2 separate regions of the Oryctolagus cuniculus genome follow, and region 1 is linked to region 2. The links are chromatin contacts, called in public Hi-C maps. All regions are on one chromosome and are shown on one strand. Each heading gives the region's core, a stretch centred on a gene start, on an enhancer-like site or on the middle of the called end of the contact. The rest is flanking DNA. Distances are from core to core; before and after follow the strand shown.

What was found. A called contact is a pair of places that touch in the nucleus more often than the background predicts.
Region 1: a contact with region 2 is called in a Hi-C map of an unstated tissue, with 3 times the contacts expected there. The contact joins the promoter of LSM11 here to the promoter of MED7 in region 2. A contact is called at or near these places in 2 of 6 Hi-C or Micro-C datasets (ear pinna and an unstated tissue).

The regions. Positions count from the first base shown.
Region 1 is chr6:44,649,525-44,657,015 of mOryCun1.1, reverse strand. LSM11 (LSM11, U7 small nuclear RNA associated) reads right to left here and starts at 4,356. Exons shown (of 4, transcript XM_051843563.2): 1 at 3,874-4,356. The coding sequence starts at 4,318. It overlaps THG1L (tRNA-histidine guanylyltransferase 1 like), which reads right to left. Exons shown (of 6, transcript XM_002710341.5): 6 at 5,906-7,354. The coding sequence ends at 7,193.
Region 2 is chr6:44,110,930-44,118,363 of mOryCun1.1, reverse strand. MED7 (mediator complex subunit 7) reads left to right here and starts at 5,035. Exons shown (of 3, transcript XR_007918516.2): 1 at 5,035-5,741. It overlaps HAVCR2 (hepatitis A virus cellular receptor 2), which reads left to right and starts at 5,672. Exons shown (of 9, transcript XM_008255320.4): 1 at 5,672-5,741.

The DNA.
Region 1 (7,491 bases), core at 3,107-5,606, 540 kb before region 2:
TAAAAATTAAATTAGAAAGCTGCTAGTCTCCCTCAGAGCGCTTCCTTTTTTAAAAAGAAAGAAAATACTCTTGGAAGAAAAAGACTTAGCAGATGAGAAGTAGGAGTTTGTCAGATTGAAGATTTGGCAGTAAGGTACAGTTGGAGACAAAGTGGCAGAAACACTGGCCTTGGGAAGGAGCCTGAGAACTTGCTGTGACCTTAGCCACCCACCTCTCTACTAAGCAACACTTTCAACCTCTGTACACGTTTGATGATGTGTGTGGGCGTGCACGTATCTGCATGTTACAGGCCTGGTTAAGTCAGGGTCAGCTGTCTGAACTGGTGTGTAACCTAGTGAATCACCTTTTCTTCGCAAGTCCAAGTTTCCCTCTGCATAAAAAGAGGCTAGTTAACTTCTAATTTCACAAATGAGTCTTTAAATTTCACTCCTTAGAAACTAAACACAATGTCTGGATTATTCCCTTGCCAATACATATGTACCGTCCCTACCTCCCAAATACGTGTGTTAAAAAAAAAATAGGAGCATTACTTTACTTCTTCCCCCACACCCTCAAGCATGTATCCTAATTAAATAAATACCAAACTCAGGTCTTTCAACTCTCACATCTGAAACTTTCTCTGCATTTTTTTCCTGCAAAGGTTGAGTGAGGTGTAATTCCAGGGAGCATTTCTCCTCTTGTGTGATCAGAAACACAACACTAGCATCACCCAAGACAGCCAAGAGCCCAGGCAAAAGCAAGCCCCTGTTCTCCGAACGCTCCCTCTCTTTCCCGGCATCTCCAAAGAGACACAAGCCACGCTTCTACAACTTAATAGGGAAAAAAAGCAGACTCCTTAGGCTGAAGCAAGTTATTCTTCCCAATTCCAAACCCAGGTCGATTCTCAGCTTCCCTCTTCCTTCTCCCTGCTGGGAGGGAGTCCCAGCACTAAGTCCACTAAGTCCAGACAATAGATTCTCAGTAACTAAGACCTGCCCTCTCCTTCCTCTCTCCACAGAACAGTCCAGCCCAGATCCTCATCAGATGATTAGTTTACTCTCTAAGTCTCCTCACTCCCCTCATTCACATCCACATTGTCATCATCATCATCACTCACCCCGGGGCCTTGTGTGTAAGTCAGGCCCTGTGGTAAGTTTAAATTAGAATACATTATTTTATGCAATCCTCATAACAATCCTAACAGATATACACTATTATTTCACCCCATTTTATAGATGAGGAAACTGAGGCTCAGAAAGGCTCAAACAATTTCTTCAAGGTCGCTTGTCTGGTAAACTGCTGAACCAACACTGAAAGCAGGCAGGTTAAATGCATTCAGACCTGGGGCTTTTAATTAAGACAAGCTAAAAGTAGTAATGGAGGAAGGCTGTTTGGCACAGCGGTTAGGATATCACTTGGGATACCTGCATCCCATATGGTTTATCTGGGTTTAAGGCCTGATTCTGCTCCCCATTCTAGCTTCCTACAGGTGCACTTTCTGGAAGGCAGCAGGTGACGGCTCAGGTAGTAGGGTCGCAGCCACCCACACGAGACCTGGATTGAGTTCCTGGCTCTAGGGCCTTTGGGAGAGAACCAGTGGATAAGGAGGTCCCTCTAATAATAATAAATTTAAAAAAATAACCACAACAACCCACGGTAACAGTGACATTTAATGTTCACTGAAAACCTCCCTTTTGTGCCAGGTAACATTATTACTATAAATGCTTTAAATGTGTTAACCAACTGAATCCTCACAACGATGTGAGGTACTACTACTGCCTTCCCTCTACAGAGGAAACTGAAACCAAAAGACTCTCGATAGCTTCACCCAGAGTAGAAGATGTGCAAGCCAGTGGACAAACCTAGGCAGACTCTACACATATACTGAAACTCACTTATGGCGCAGCTATTTGCCACAGCGTAACCAAGTCGAACCTCCAACACCTGCACCCAATATGGGAGTCCCAGGTTCTAGGACTCCCTCCACTTCCAATCGAGCTTTCTGCTAACGAGCACCCTGGGAGGCAACAGGGTATGGCTCAAGTACTTGGGTCCCTGCCAGGCACATAACAGACCTGGATGGAGTTCCAGGTTTCTGGCTTTGGCCTGGGTCAGCTGTTGTGGGTGTTTGGGAACTGAACCAGAGGATGGCAGATCTCTCAATCTTGATTTCTCTGTCTCTTGCTCGGCCTTTCGAAAAATATGTCACTTTAAGATTTTAAATCCCACTTTAAAAGCATGAATTTTTCTACTGGTAAGTTATACCTTTATAACTTGATTTTGAAATAATTATTACCCTCAACTATGCCCTTCTTCAACTGCAAGACCTAAAGCTTATCCAAGAAGTCGTTCTTGAACAAATCTAACCCTCACCCACGCTCGGGTCACTTCTGCCTCTGCAGGCCATCAGACTCTTTGCGATGTCAAACTCTCCACTGTCTCCAGGGTCATAATTAACACTTTCAGTGGCTAGGGAGTCTCTGCAATCCTGACTCCATGTGTGCATTTAATATGCAAAGCCGACAACATGTGTGTTTAATAAAGGAAAGTCACACCCTGTCTTAGCCATAACGTGCTCCAGAGTAAAGCTAACACAACTGACCACAGAGCAATCTCTTCAACAGTCTCAGTAGCAAAGCAGTAACTGGTAAAGTGGAAATAAAATGTCAGACCCAGCGTTGGAGTTGATTTAAATTTTAACAGGCAAAATAAGGGTCCCCAAACTGCTCTCGTTTCAGGAGAATGCACACTGTTTCTGTGCCACTGCTGGGCAGGCAAGGCAGCGATGCTCTGCCCCGTCAGTCACCCAGCAGTGGCACCATGACAGCACGCAGCTTTTCAGGATGCTTCTCTCCTAATAAACACATTTCTAGGAATGAAGCAAAACAGCCCCTTGTTTAGCACAGCCCTCCATTCAAAAGGCGGCACTTTCATCATGGAACAATTTCATTATCAGGATGCAGACGCTTTCAGTGGCTAAGTAGGTCACTGCCTTCACAGGGCAGATGTCAGAGCTGCTTGCCAGATGAAGACAGACAGAACCCTGGGCTCTTTCTATTCCATTTACACGGGACCCAGCACGCATTCGAACGTCGGCTGCTTACAGCTTTACTCCAAGGATCTATTAGGAGGCACCAGGAAATTCTCCAGTGCCGTTCACACCTTCAGAACTCTAGACAACCTGCGCATATGTTAATAGGAGCCTGACAGACACAGTCCCACACCTCGCTACAGACCAGTGTCTGTTTTGGTGGCATTTTGTGCCTGCTGCTGCGTTCCCACACTTGTGACTGAGTAATGTGAACATACGTGCCCAAGACCTGCAGCCCTCAGCCCTTCTCCTGCTCGGCGCACCGGGGGAGTGAGGTGCAGGGTTTAGCAGATTATAACCCCCTGCGCGACCTAAACACATCTCCCCACGCCCATCCTGCTCATCCCCAAACGACTGGGACCAAACACTCCCCTGACCCCTAAAACCGGCCGTGCGCCGCCCCGCCCCCAACTTCTGTGCTCTCTCCTCCCACCTCCCCCGGTGGTCCCCAAGACCTCTCACCGCCTCCGCAGACCTCCCTGCGAGGTCGCCCTTGGCTGTGAGCGTCCCCAGCCCTCCCCCCGCCTACCCCCTGCTCCCACGGGCCCTTGCTGCCACGGACCCTATTACCTTTGCAAATCTTCCCCAAGGCTCCCGATACCCACACAGCCTTACACTCGGCCCCTCCTGCTCATGCAGACTTGTCCCCCACTCCAGGCGACCCTCCCCACCGTCGCTGAATCTCCCTGCAAACCCTCGCCAGGGCCCTGCCCCTAGTACGTGCAGACCCCGCGCCAAGCCCCGACCACCCCGCAGACAGCCCCGGGGCTGCCGGCTCCCGCTTCCCCGCCCGCGGACTCACGGGGCATTCGCGTGAGCACATTGCGCGGCGCCTTCCTGCTCCGTCCCGAACCCCGCCGGCGCGCCCCTGCGGCCCCATCCCCTTCCTCCTTGACCACCATGAGGCGGCGGAGGCGCTGGATGCGCTCGGGGTCCGGGGCGGGGGCGTCGGGCCGGCGGCGGGACCTGCCCAAGGGCCCCGGGGCGGCGGCGGGGGCCCCAGCGCCTGCGGCCGCGCTCCGCGCCCGGCCGCGCCCGCCGCCCCGGCACCCGGTCCTCAGGAAGCTCTCGTACTCCGCCAGGTTGTTGAAGCACGGGGCGTTGGGGTACGGGATGGGAGGCACGCGGGGAGCGTACAGGGCCAGCAGCGGGTCGAAGCTGTCAGAGCTGACGTCCAGCCGCGGGCTGGGCGGGCTCGCGGGGCTCCCGGCGCGAGCCTGCCTCGCCCCCCGCTCCCGCTCCTCCATGTTTGAAAGGCCCGCAAGCCGAGGCCGATGGGAAGAAGGAGCGGGACCGCCAGAGGGCGGCACTGCGCAGCCGCAGCGCGGAGTCGCCCTGCGCGGCGCGGCCGCTGGGGGGCAGCACCTGCCCACGCTTTGCCCTTGCCGGGGGGCGTGGCGCATGGCCCGCGCCCAGCTGACCGGTTGACGCTGTTAACCTGATCTATTGCAGTGTCTCGTGCATATCATTTGGGGCGTTTATTAATACTCCTGATACCGTGCGGTTGGAGCCTGGGATCGCGTTTCAAAAAATCCTAAGGCGTCTCTGCTCTCGGGAACTGCAGCCTAGCTTGAGCGGACGGGGCGGGAATAGGACAATACACATTTCAATTTGCATCTATGCTGAGCAGTGCTCGGGAGTTGAGGGACCTTTATCACTTCATTTTTCTAAGCATTGCTAACTGGAGGAATCAAGGATCCAGCTCTCGGAAGACGGGATGGAAGATGCCCAAGATTTGATTCCTAACTTGTGACTTCATAACCTGTTTAGCAAAACATTTATTGTTCTTATTTGAAAGGCAGAAAAACTCCATTTTCTGGCTCCCTTTCCTGATTGAAACGGCTGAGGTTGGTCCAGGTCTAAGCCAAGACCTCAGAACTCAATCCAGGTCTCCCAAGTGGGTAGCAGGGACCTAATTACAAGAGCTATCAATACTGCCTTCCTGGCTTGCCTCAGCAGGAAGCTGGAAGATGGGAGCTCAGACTGCCATCTTAATTGCTATCCCAGCGGCCCACCCCCATTTTTTGGTCTTTGATGTTTAAGAGACAGTTTAGACGAAACACCCAGATAGCTCCTCCCCATTCAGTAGAGCCAAGCTATTTCCAGCCATCTGTAGGCCACACAAGCCCCCTTCCCACCAGCACTCTCCCAAACTGTCATCTCTACACTAGTTTTTGTGTCTTAGTTTGATTTTGAAAGGCAGCCCGAGAATACAGAGAACCTCAGTAAGATGGAAATATACAATACACCTTCAAAGTTAACACACTGGAATACACACTACAACAAAGATATAAAAACCTTCCAACGGCTTCCAAGCAACATTACAGGTTTTGTTGTGCTCCAAGTATTTAACATGGTTTATTACTTGGGTCAGTTCTCCCTGGTGAAACGAAACAGGCAAAACTGAACTGTTGCTAATTGTTACAGGATCACCTGGGACCCCTGAGTGCACACTTCATTGGGTTATCTTGCACATGTTAATACCTACTTGTTGGTCATTTTGATAAAAAATGCTACCAATTTACCACCAAGTTAAACTCACCAAGAGCAAGTTTGTCTTTGTTTCACCTCTTCTATCACAGAGGCCTTTTTGCCCAAAGTGCTGTCTCAGACAAAAGGAGCTTTCAGAGTGCAAGTCAGAATGCTGAATCCAAATCTTCACGAGAGCAGCAGCTCAAATTCGAACTGTTAGTAACCATTCCCCCCCTTCCCTCCCCCCCCCCCTTTTTTTTTTGCACAGAGCTCTGTGAAGCCCTGCTCTGAGGAGGTCTAATCTTCCTGGCCCAGACATAACACATTTAATTCATATATTTGTTTAAGACAAATAAACAGGCTAAAGGAGTTGAAGCTTTTATTTTTTTTTCTGAGATTTTAGAAATTACCAAACCTGAGCTCCATCCCCTGTTCCTGCAGAGTGGGGAGAACAGGAAGTGGGGGGGGCATCGACAGATGGGGTGTCCATTAGTGAAGGGATAAGGCTAGCTGTCACCCTTTCAAAAATACATTCTCTTCTTGGCTGTAAATTCTGCAATGCAACACCAGGCACTGGGACGTGGGCTGTCTCTTAATTAAATCTTAACAGAGCCAAATAATGTTTTTCCTCTAAAATATGGAAAAGGACAAGAGGAAATGCGAGTTTTCTCACCAGCCAGCCCACGACCTCCCCTTCTGTAGCCAAGAGCTTCGCACTGCCGCTTTCTGTGGCTCCTCGGCCATCTCCGCTGGTCCCTTAACAGGTGGTTATGATGCCCCCTCGGACACAACGGACATCCTGACCCCTCTGCCTGCATTCACATGCCGTTGTTCTGAGTCCCTACAAGTTACTTGACAATCTTTTTCAGGGAATCCAATCGGAAGGCAGCACTGAATGAAGAACATGAGGTCAGTGCTTCCCAGCCTCAATCATTCACGGCCACGTTTTCTCTCCTCTACACACACAAATTCTTCCTTCCCAGGATGACGTGAGAGGCCTTGCAAATTGGCAAGGTACTGATCATGCCAACAATCCCAGAAAATTAGTCCATGGAATCTGTATACTGCGTCCCCAAAGAACCATGTATTCCTCCAGCCGAAGTTGCCAATTCTGGAGACTGGCACACCCTGCAGTGTTCCCTGGAATTCCTGAATTCGGAGGCCTTGCGGAGGCATCAACCCATGCTGATCTTCCGGTCTGCCAAAGGTGAATGCCAGTACTGGGTGGCAGAAGTGTGATTTTCAAGGGCACTGGGTTCTGTAGTGAGGAACAGGTGGCTGAGAGTAAAGTTTGGGCTCCTCTTCTATTGTAGGTGAGAAGAGCTGACAGGTTTCTGTAAGATTTATGCCACAATCTGAAAATGACTCATTCTGCAAGGCATGACAGACTTCTTGCTTTACCAAAATAGTACAATTTTGAGGAAAAAAAAATCAAGGAAACCAGGTTCCAGCACTGAAAAAAGGTGTTCTGCTGAAGTAACACACGACACACCGCCCCCGTCCACCCTTTCCTCCCCTGTTCCCCTTCCAGCTTGGGTCGTGTCATTGCTGACACAGCGCTCTGGGTGTCAAGGCTGTTGGGGCCACCCAGGGCAAGCAGAGGCGGGGGAACCTGCTTGGTTCAGCATGCCAGCACTGAACAGGACGGGTCAGCTGTCTTCACTCAGGATCTCCGGATGCTCCTTCCAGAAAGCATCCCCAATGAGATCGCAGTGCAAGGCCACTGGCTTAGACCTGGTCCGGGTCACTGCCATCTTTTTTCCTTCCATTTCTGCTGGCAGCTTAACCTCTTTCGTTGTGACTTCCCCCACCTATGGGGAGAAGTGAAAGGAGCGACACTGTTAACTCAAGAGTAAGTTTGGGAGACAAGAGAAAGATATGGGGGAGTTCACCTGTGCACTTGACACACTTCTAACTGCCACACACGCAGACACTCATGTGTCTGTTC
Region 2 (7,434 bases), core at 3,786-6,285:
AGTTCCATCTCTAGACATTTGTCTTAAGGGGTAAACTGGGCTCAAATACAACCATATATGCACTAGGATATTCATTGCCCAGTGTACTTATAATAGAAAAAATTGGGGGGAAATAATTTCAAACGGCAGGAATTTGGCTAAATAGTCTGTGGTATAACTACCAAAGTCACACTGTAAGTTCATTTGAAAATGATGAGTACATTTTGTTCTTTATTCAGTAAACGTGCATTGAATACTTGTCACTGTCAATACTGTTGTGGGTGCTGCACATACAGCAGTGAGTGAAATTGATGCCCTATGCTAATAAACCTTGTGTTTTAATGGAGAAGGAAGACAACAAAAAATCAGATAAATATACTTAATAGGCTGATTTCAGATGGCAAGTTCTATGAATGAAGGGTCAAAAATAGAAGTAAGTATGGGATACCTCCCAAGTGAGTAATTGGCATTGTGCTACTCTATGTGGAGCGGCCAAGGAAGAATTCTCTCAAGTCAAATCTGCCCAGAAACCTGAGTGAAGTGAGGAAGTGAGGCATGGGGACAGCTATGGAAGAGCTCCCAAAAGCAAATGCTGGGAGGCAAGAGGGTGTTTGATAATTGTGAGGGAAATAAAGAAATTCAGTGTAGCTGGAGACGTGGGAGCACGGGAAAAAATGTGGGAAACAACATCTAAGAAGTAGACAATCCCTAGAATGTGCAGAACCTTATGAAGGTCATGTCGAGGACACTGGACTTGATTCTTAATGTGATAGAAAGGCTCAAAGAATTTTGAATAGAGGATCTGACTGGATTTATATTTTAAGACACTGTGGTAATCAAACTAAGGCATGACAAGCTGGTAGCAAGGAAAGCAGCGAGCAGGCTATTTTCGAAGTCCAGACGAGAATCATGGCATAGACCAGGAGCACAGCAGTGGGGATGGCGAAAATTAGTCATATTTGAGACTTTATGTTAAGTATGAGGGCGCTTCAAAAAGTTTGTGGGAAAATGGAATTAAAAGATAAATTTATTTTGGTGCAAAAAGTTTTTTTTTAAATCCATGCATAGTGTTTATACAATACACACCAATTTTTAATGAAAAAACCATACCTGGATTTCAAATTTCTTTTGCACCAAAATAAACTTAGCTTTTAATTTCATTTTCCACAAACTTTTTGAAGTACAAACACATTTCCTTAGATTTGAGCCTTTGCAATCTGGGTGAAAGGCAGTTGAGTAAAGATAGCTAATCCTGTTGGATTCAAGGTCTGAAACACAGAGAAGAGGGTATTCCAGGGCCCAGGTGATTGAAATTCCCTAGAAGTTATGACCCGGATGAAACCTGACTGAGAAGTCGTTCTAGAACTAAGCTCTCGGGCAATCCAAATGATCAAAGGTGCTGAACTGTGCAGACAACTGGAGTACAGTGAGAACTGAGAATGGCCACTGGGTGTCACTGGTTTGGGACATACTGCAGTGAGTAGTGGGGAAAAAGTCTTGATTGGGGTAGGGTCAAAAATGGGTGGATTTCTTCATGAAATAAATTGATGTGTGTGTGGCAGTAAGGTAGAGGGAATCACGATGGAAGAAGTCAACTATAGACTAAAAAAAAAAAAAAATTCAAGGCCACATTGGCCACAGCAGGCATTGTGGGCATTAAGCTGCTGCTTGCGATGCTGGCAAACCATTTCGGAGCACTGGTTTGAGTCCCGCTGCTCTACTCATCCATCTCCTTGCTTATGTGCCTGGGAAAGCAAGGGAAAACAGCTGAAGTGCTTGGATCCCTGCTATTCTCGTGGGACATCTGGATGGAGCTCTGGGCCCCTAGTTTCCGCCTGGATCATCCCCAGATATTGCAGCCTTTTGAGGAGTAAAATCAGCAGATGGAAGATCTTTCTGTCTCTCAACACAGCCTTTCAAATAAATAAATAAATCTAAAATACATACATAAAGGACACATTGGCCAGTAGAAAAAGAAGAGGCTTACTTGGAACCTGAGGCACTCAGAATTCAATTACTGGCCTGATATTTGATATTGTTAAATAATCAATTTATCTTTAAATGAGCGAATGGTTATACTAAAAGGGTCCTTAATCTTTTAGAAATGCACGTGCTGATATAGACACCATTTTTGAAATTGTGTGGTAAGTAAACTGGTTTCTGCAATTTCTTATATGATTGAATTTTCCATAATAAGTTTTTAAATAGTAAAGTCAAATAACTATTTTTAAAGAAGTCTGAATTTTTATCAGCAAAATTATCGTGCATTTTATTTGCAACGTGCTTTTGTAAGACTCCTACGACTTTAGAAATTTGTGACACTTCTTGTGAAAATAGCCCTCCAAAGAAACATTTTTCTCAACTTGGTAACTTGTTGCATAACAGATAAGAGATAACTGCTGCAGAATAGATAATAAATATCCCTGAATTCCCAAGTGAAAATAAAAGTGAACAGATGGTGAAGAAATGGAGATTCAGAATATATTGCTGATTCTCATGTTCACAACACTTCCAGATTTAAAGGCATATCTAAATAGCAGCGTCCAATATCATTTTTAAAATCGTATTTCCGACAGTGGGTTTGGAGTTGGAACGTTTAGAAACATCAGCTTGCCTGTGCTTTCCAACTTTTACTTAAGACATACAGATGCCCTGTTCGATTTCAAGCATTACATTTTAGAAATAAAAATAAGTAAACGGAGAAACCAGCTGCTACTTTTACTGATAAAAAGTACAGAGATCCAACCCCAGCCCGCAGGCCACTAATGGTGGGCGGGTTGTGGGGGTGGGACATACGCAAGCGCAGTACCGAGCTCTAGCTCTGGGGCGGGACTAGAGCCCAGGTGAAACGACAGCTCGAGCAGCCAATCAAGGGCAGCGTCGGTGGCTGCTTCCTGGGGAGGGAGAACGGAAGTCAGATTTCGGTTGCGGTGGCGAAGGTAGATTCTAGCGTCAACCAAGTGCAGAGGTGAGTGGGCGGCGTGGGCTTGGGGCCCCGCGTTCTTGGTTTTTCCTTCCGGACCCCGCTGCTTCCTCTCGGCCGGATTGGGAGTTCGGGAGGCCGTAGGGTCGGCCTACGAGGGCGCTCGCTGGTTTTCCTTTTCTGCGGTCTTCCAGGGCCGTGGCCTGGCTGCCGCGGAAGGTGCCCCGGGGCGGCGGGCTCCGGGTTTCCTCAGTGTGGGGTCGGCGCGGGACTGCAGGTTGGGAGGCGTGGGTTCTGGCCCCGGCGCAGCTGGTTTTCCAAGGTAGGGGCCCCCGGAGAGGCGGTTATCGCTGGCCACTTGTACAGTGAGAGTGCGCCTGTTCCCGTCTCTGAAATCTGCCGAGTTAATGAGGGGAGAGCGAGGGCGGCGGGTCCCAAGCCTCAGAATCGTCACATCCGCCTCGAGAGGTTCTAGAAACTCGGGAGTCCCATTCACGGTAGAGAGAAGAGAACCAAATCCCTGAGGATGGGACCCTAGAATAGCTTCCTTGCTTTGGTGATGTGCAATCTCCCCGCCCCCAGGGACCCCCCCCCCCCCAGCACATTCTAGAAGGTGGCTTTTCAGCCAGAGAACCGGTTTCGACGCTCCGCGCTGATCTTCCTGAAAACAAATAAAACAAACCTCCATTACTTTAGAAAAGTTCTGTCTAGAGAGGTGATACGGAATAAACATAAACATAATGGTGTTAGAGTCCCAAGTGTTTCTTGTACTCTTAGACGGTTCGTGGCTTAAGGATTTGTGATTGAAGAGATTTCGCGGGTTGGAGCTGAAAGGACGTGGGGTAGGAATTGCTGTTGTGCCGTTAGTAGTTATGCGATCTGCAGACACGTGCCCTTAAGACTTGGGATCCTCATCCGAAGAATAGAATTGATCGTGTACTTAGGTCATAGCTTTGGCAGGAAGATGATGTGGAGAGGATGTGAGACAGTGATGCCTCTTAGGGAGTTGACCCTGGAAAGATGCCAGCTGAAGTCGAGGGGTGCGCATCCGCAGAGGCACACGGGTACTTGCCGCCTCCTGACGTCGGAGGGGTGTGTCTTAAAACTGTTCAGATCGGTTTAAAAGAGCACTTGAGAATCTTCAGATTGGATGATAATACCTATGTTTAAAAAGGAGTAAGTAGAAGTGATTGTGGCCATAGAAGCTGTGGGTTTGAATTTGGGTTTCAAGTTTCTATAGTAGATACAGAAAGGTTAGTAAATTGTAGCATAAAATGTAGAAAAAAGATACAGACTTGGATAATCATTTCATCTAGGAGCCTTGGATGATACTGGGTATCTAGATTTTAGTAATGTTAATTTTGTCAAAATGTTTGAGTTATAAGTATTTACTTTGGGAAATCACTTCGTAATAGTAAAAGTGATTGTAGGGGCTGGCATTGTGGCGCAGCAGGTTAAATGGCTCCCTGCAACACCAGTATCCCATATGGGCACTGGTTTAAGTCCTGGTTGTTCCAATTTTATCTGGCTTCCTCTCATATGCCTGAGAAGGCAGTGGAAGATGGCCCAAGTGCCTGGACCCATATCACTCACAAAGGAGATCCGGATGAAGTTCCTGGATTCTACATGGCCCCGGCCCAGCCCCAGTCCTTAGCAGCTATTTGGGGAATGAAAAGGCAGATGGAAGATATCTCTGTTTCTCCTTCTCTCTCTGTAACTCTGCCTTTCAAATCAATAAAGTAAATCTTAAAATCATCTACCTTCTAAAAAAAAAAGTGATTGTGATATGTGTTTGGGCGACAGCATGTGTAGTTTTGCTATAAAGAGATGTGGAGAAATGGGACATAAAAGGTAAGTGGTGTAGAATCCAGAAGACTTTTCTTTATAAATGAAAAGGTACTCCAAGATATTGGGAGAGAAGTATTAACAGGGAAGGAAAAATAATGTGGGTTGTTGAGAATATAGTGCTTAATTAGAAAAGGGTGGCATCCATTCTGAGTTGTAAGTGTTAGCTTTGAAACTACCGGAAGAAAAGGGGAGTGCTCTGTCTGTAAACACTAAATGTGACAGGTTTGTTTTGTAGTTCTTCTGTGAATCTTTGGTTTGTTTTTGTAGGTGCTTGATCTTCCACAATGGGTGAGCCACAGCAAGTGAGTGCACTTCCTCCACCTCCTATGCAGTACATCAAGGAATACACTGATGAAAATATTCAGGAAGGTCTAGCTCCCAAGCCACCCCCTCCAATCAAAGACAGTTATATGATGTTTGGCAACCAGTTCCAATGTGATGATCTTATTATCCGCCCTTTGGAAAGTCAGGGCATCGAAAGGCTTCATCCTATGCAATTTGATCACAAGAAAGAACTGAGGAAACTCAATATGTCTATCCTTATTAATTTCTTGGACCTTTTAGATATCTTGATAAGGAGCCCTGGGAGTATAAAACGAGAAGAGAAGCTGGAAGATCTTAAGCTGCTTTTTGTCCATGTGCATCATCTCATAAATGAATACAGACCCCACCAAGCAAGAGAGACCTTGAGAGTTATGATGGAAGTCCAGAAACGACAGAGGCTTGAAACAGCCGAGAGGTTTCAGAAGCATCTGGAGCGAGTGATTGAGATGATTCAGAATTGCTTGGCCTCTTTGCCTGATGATTTACCCCACTCAGAAGCAGGAATAAAAGTAAAAACTGAACCAATGGATGCTGATGATAGCAACAATTGTACTGGACAGAGTGAGCAGCAAAGAGAAAATTCAGGTCATCGAAGGGACCAGATTATAGAAAAAGATGCTGCCTTGTGTGTCCTAATTGATGAAATGAATGAAAGACCGTGACTCATGTTAGTTTTCTTTTTTCCCTTTTGGTAAATAGTATAATATTACTGGTTTATTTTCTTTTGGGCAGTCTTAAAATGAATAACTAAAAGTTTAAATGGCCTTTTTCTTGACTCTCCAGCTTTTTCACTTACGTAATGCCATAGGCAGCAATTTCAGTATATAACAAGTGTAGGCAAACAGGGACCCGTAAATTAAGAATAGTGACCTGAAAAAGAAAATGTTTGCTGCAGATGTGTGGGGCATTCTTTTTTTTGGAGTTGGAGTAAAAGTTTGACAGTGTCCTTGGTAATAGCAAACTTTCATCCTTAAAAAGTAAATTTGTCATTTGCTTTAAGAATGAGGGATAGATACTCTAAAATGTGAAATTATGTAATATTTAAAAATTTACCTAATCTGCATAAGGTAGTATAGCATTTTAAAAGAGACCCATTTGTTATGAAACAAAAACTTTATTTTTCCTTGTGATTCTTGTAACTCTACTACCTCAGTAGACTCTTTTTCCTTATCTTGAACCTTGGTAGGTCCCATAAATTGGTTTTTCTCAGTCACTTGGGTAGAAAGTCTTTGGTCAGCTTAGTTAGAAATTTTAGATTACAGATTTTAGTAATTAAGAGGATTGAAATTACAGATTTTTAAAAATATTTGTAATTCTTTGAAATTACACATTTTTAAAGCTAAGCTCAGACATGATCAAGGCTGGTAGACTGCAGTGGGAGAAGGGTTTGGTGGGAGCAACTGCTCGATGTCCACCAGTGATTCGCGCTTCTTCTTGCTGAGATATCACTGTTCAGCCAGTGACCACATTTCCCTACTGCCCTATATCTGTGTGAGGCCATGTGACTAAGTTCTGGGAAATGGAGTCTGTGCCCTAAGATTTCTTGCACGATCTTCCATTCTGTTCCCCAGTCGGCTAGGTGTGTGCCCACACCCATGCAAGCCTGGTGACAACAGTTTATAGTAATTTGGTTCTAGAATGTGAAGATTAGGTCCTCTTTTAACTCCATTCTTCCTTCTACAGCTAACTTAATGTGAACAAGAAATAAACTGTCTTGGGTACTGAGATTTTATTTCTGTACTTTCTTTTCTCCTCCCTCCTTCCCCCTCCCGCCCATTGGCCTCATATCAGGATCTTTGCCTGCTACTCTCTGACAGAAGCCAGTGGTTCTCCATTGTCCTTTTGGACCAGCAGCATTAGCATCACTTGGGGATTTGTTAGAAATCAAGCTCCTCTGGCTCCACCCTGGACCTTCTGAACCAGAAACTTGCTGGTGCACAGGGCGTGGCAAGCTTGGTGTTAAGCCTTCCTCCAATTCTGATGCATGCTCAAGATTACCATCTGTAGAGATGGGCCTTTTCCTGGGTGATGTGCTTTTGATTTCTCCCTCATTTCCTGTTTACTAGCATAGGGATTTGCTGCATTAAGGTCTCACCAACTCACTGTAAAATGGTTACAGGCCAATTTCCCTGTGTGAAATATGCATTCTTTGCATTCAGACAGAGGCTGTTTCCAATTAACACTTCTAGCAGACAAGAACTAATTAACAAGTCTCAAATTTAAGGTTTTTTTTTTTTTTTTTTTTTTTTTACCAACTGGAATATGCTTGGTGTAGACCTTGGGACCAGAGACCCCCAAAGGACATTCTGGTTTCCCTTAATTAAATTAAATTTGTTCCACACCTCCTCCCTCATACCTTG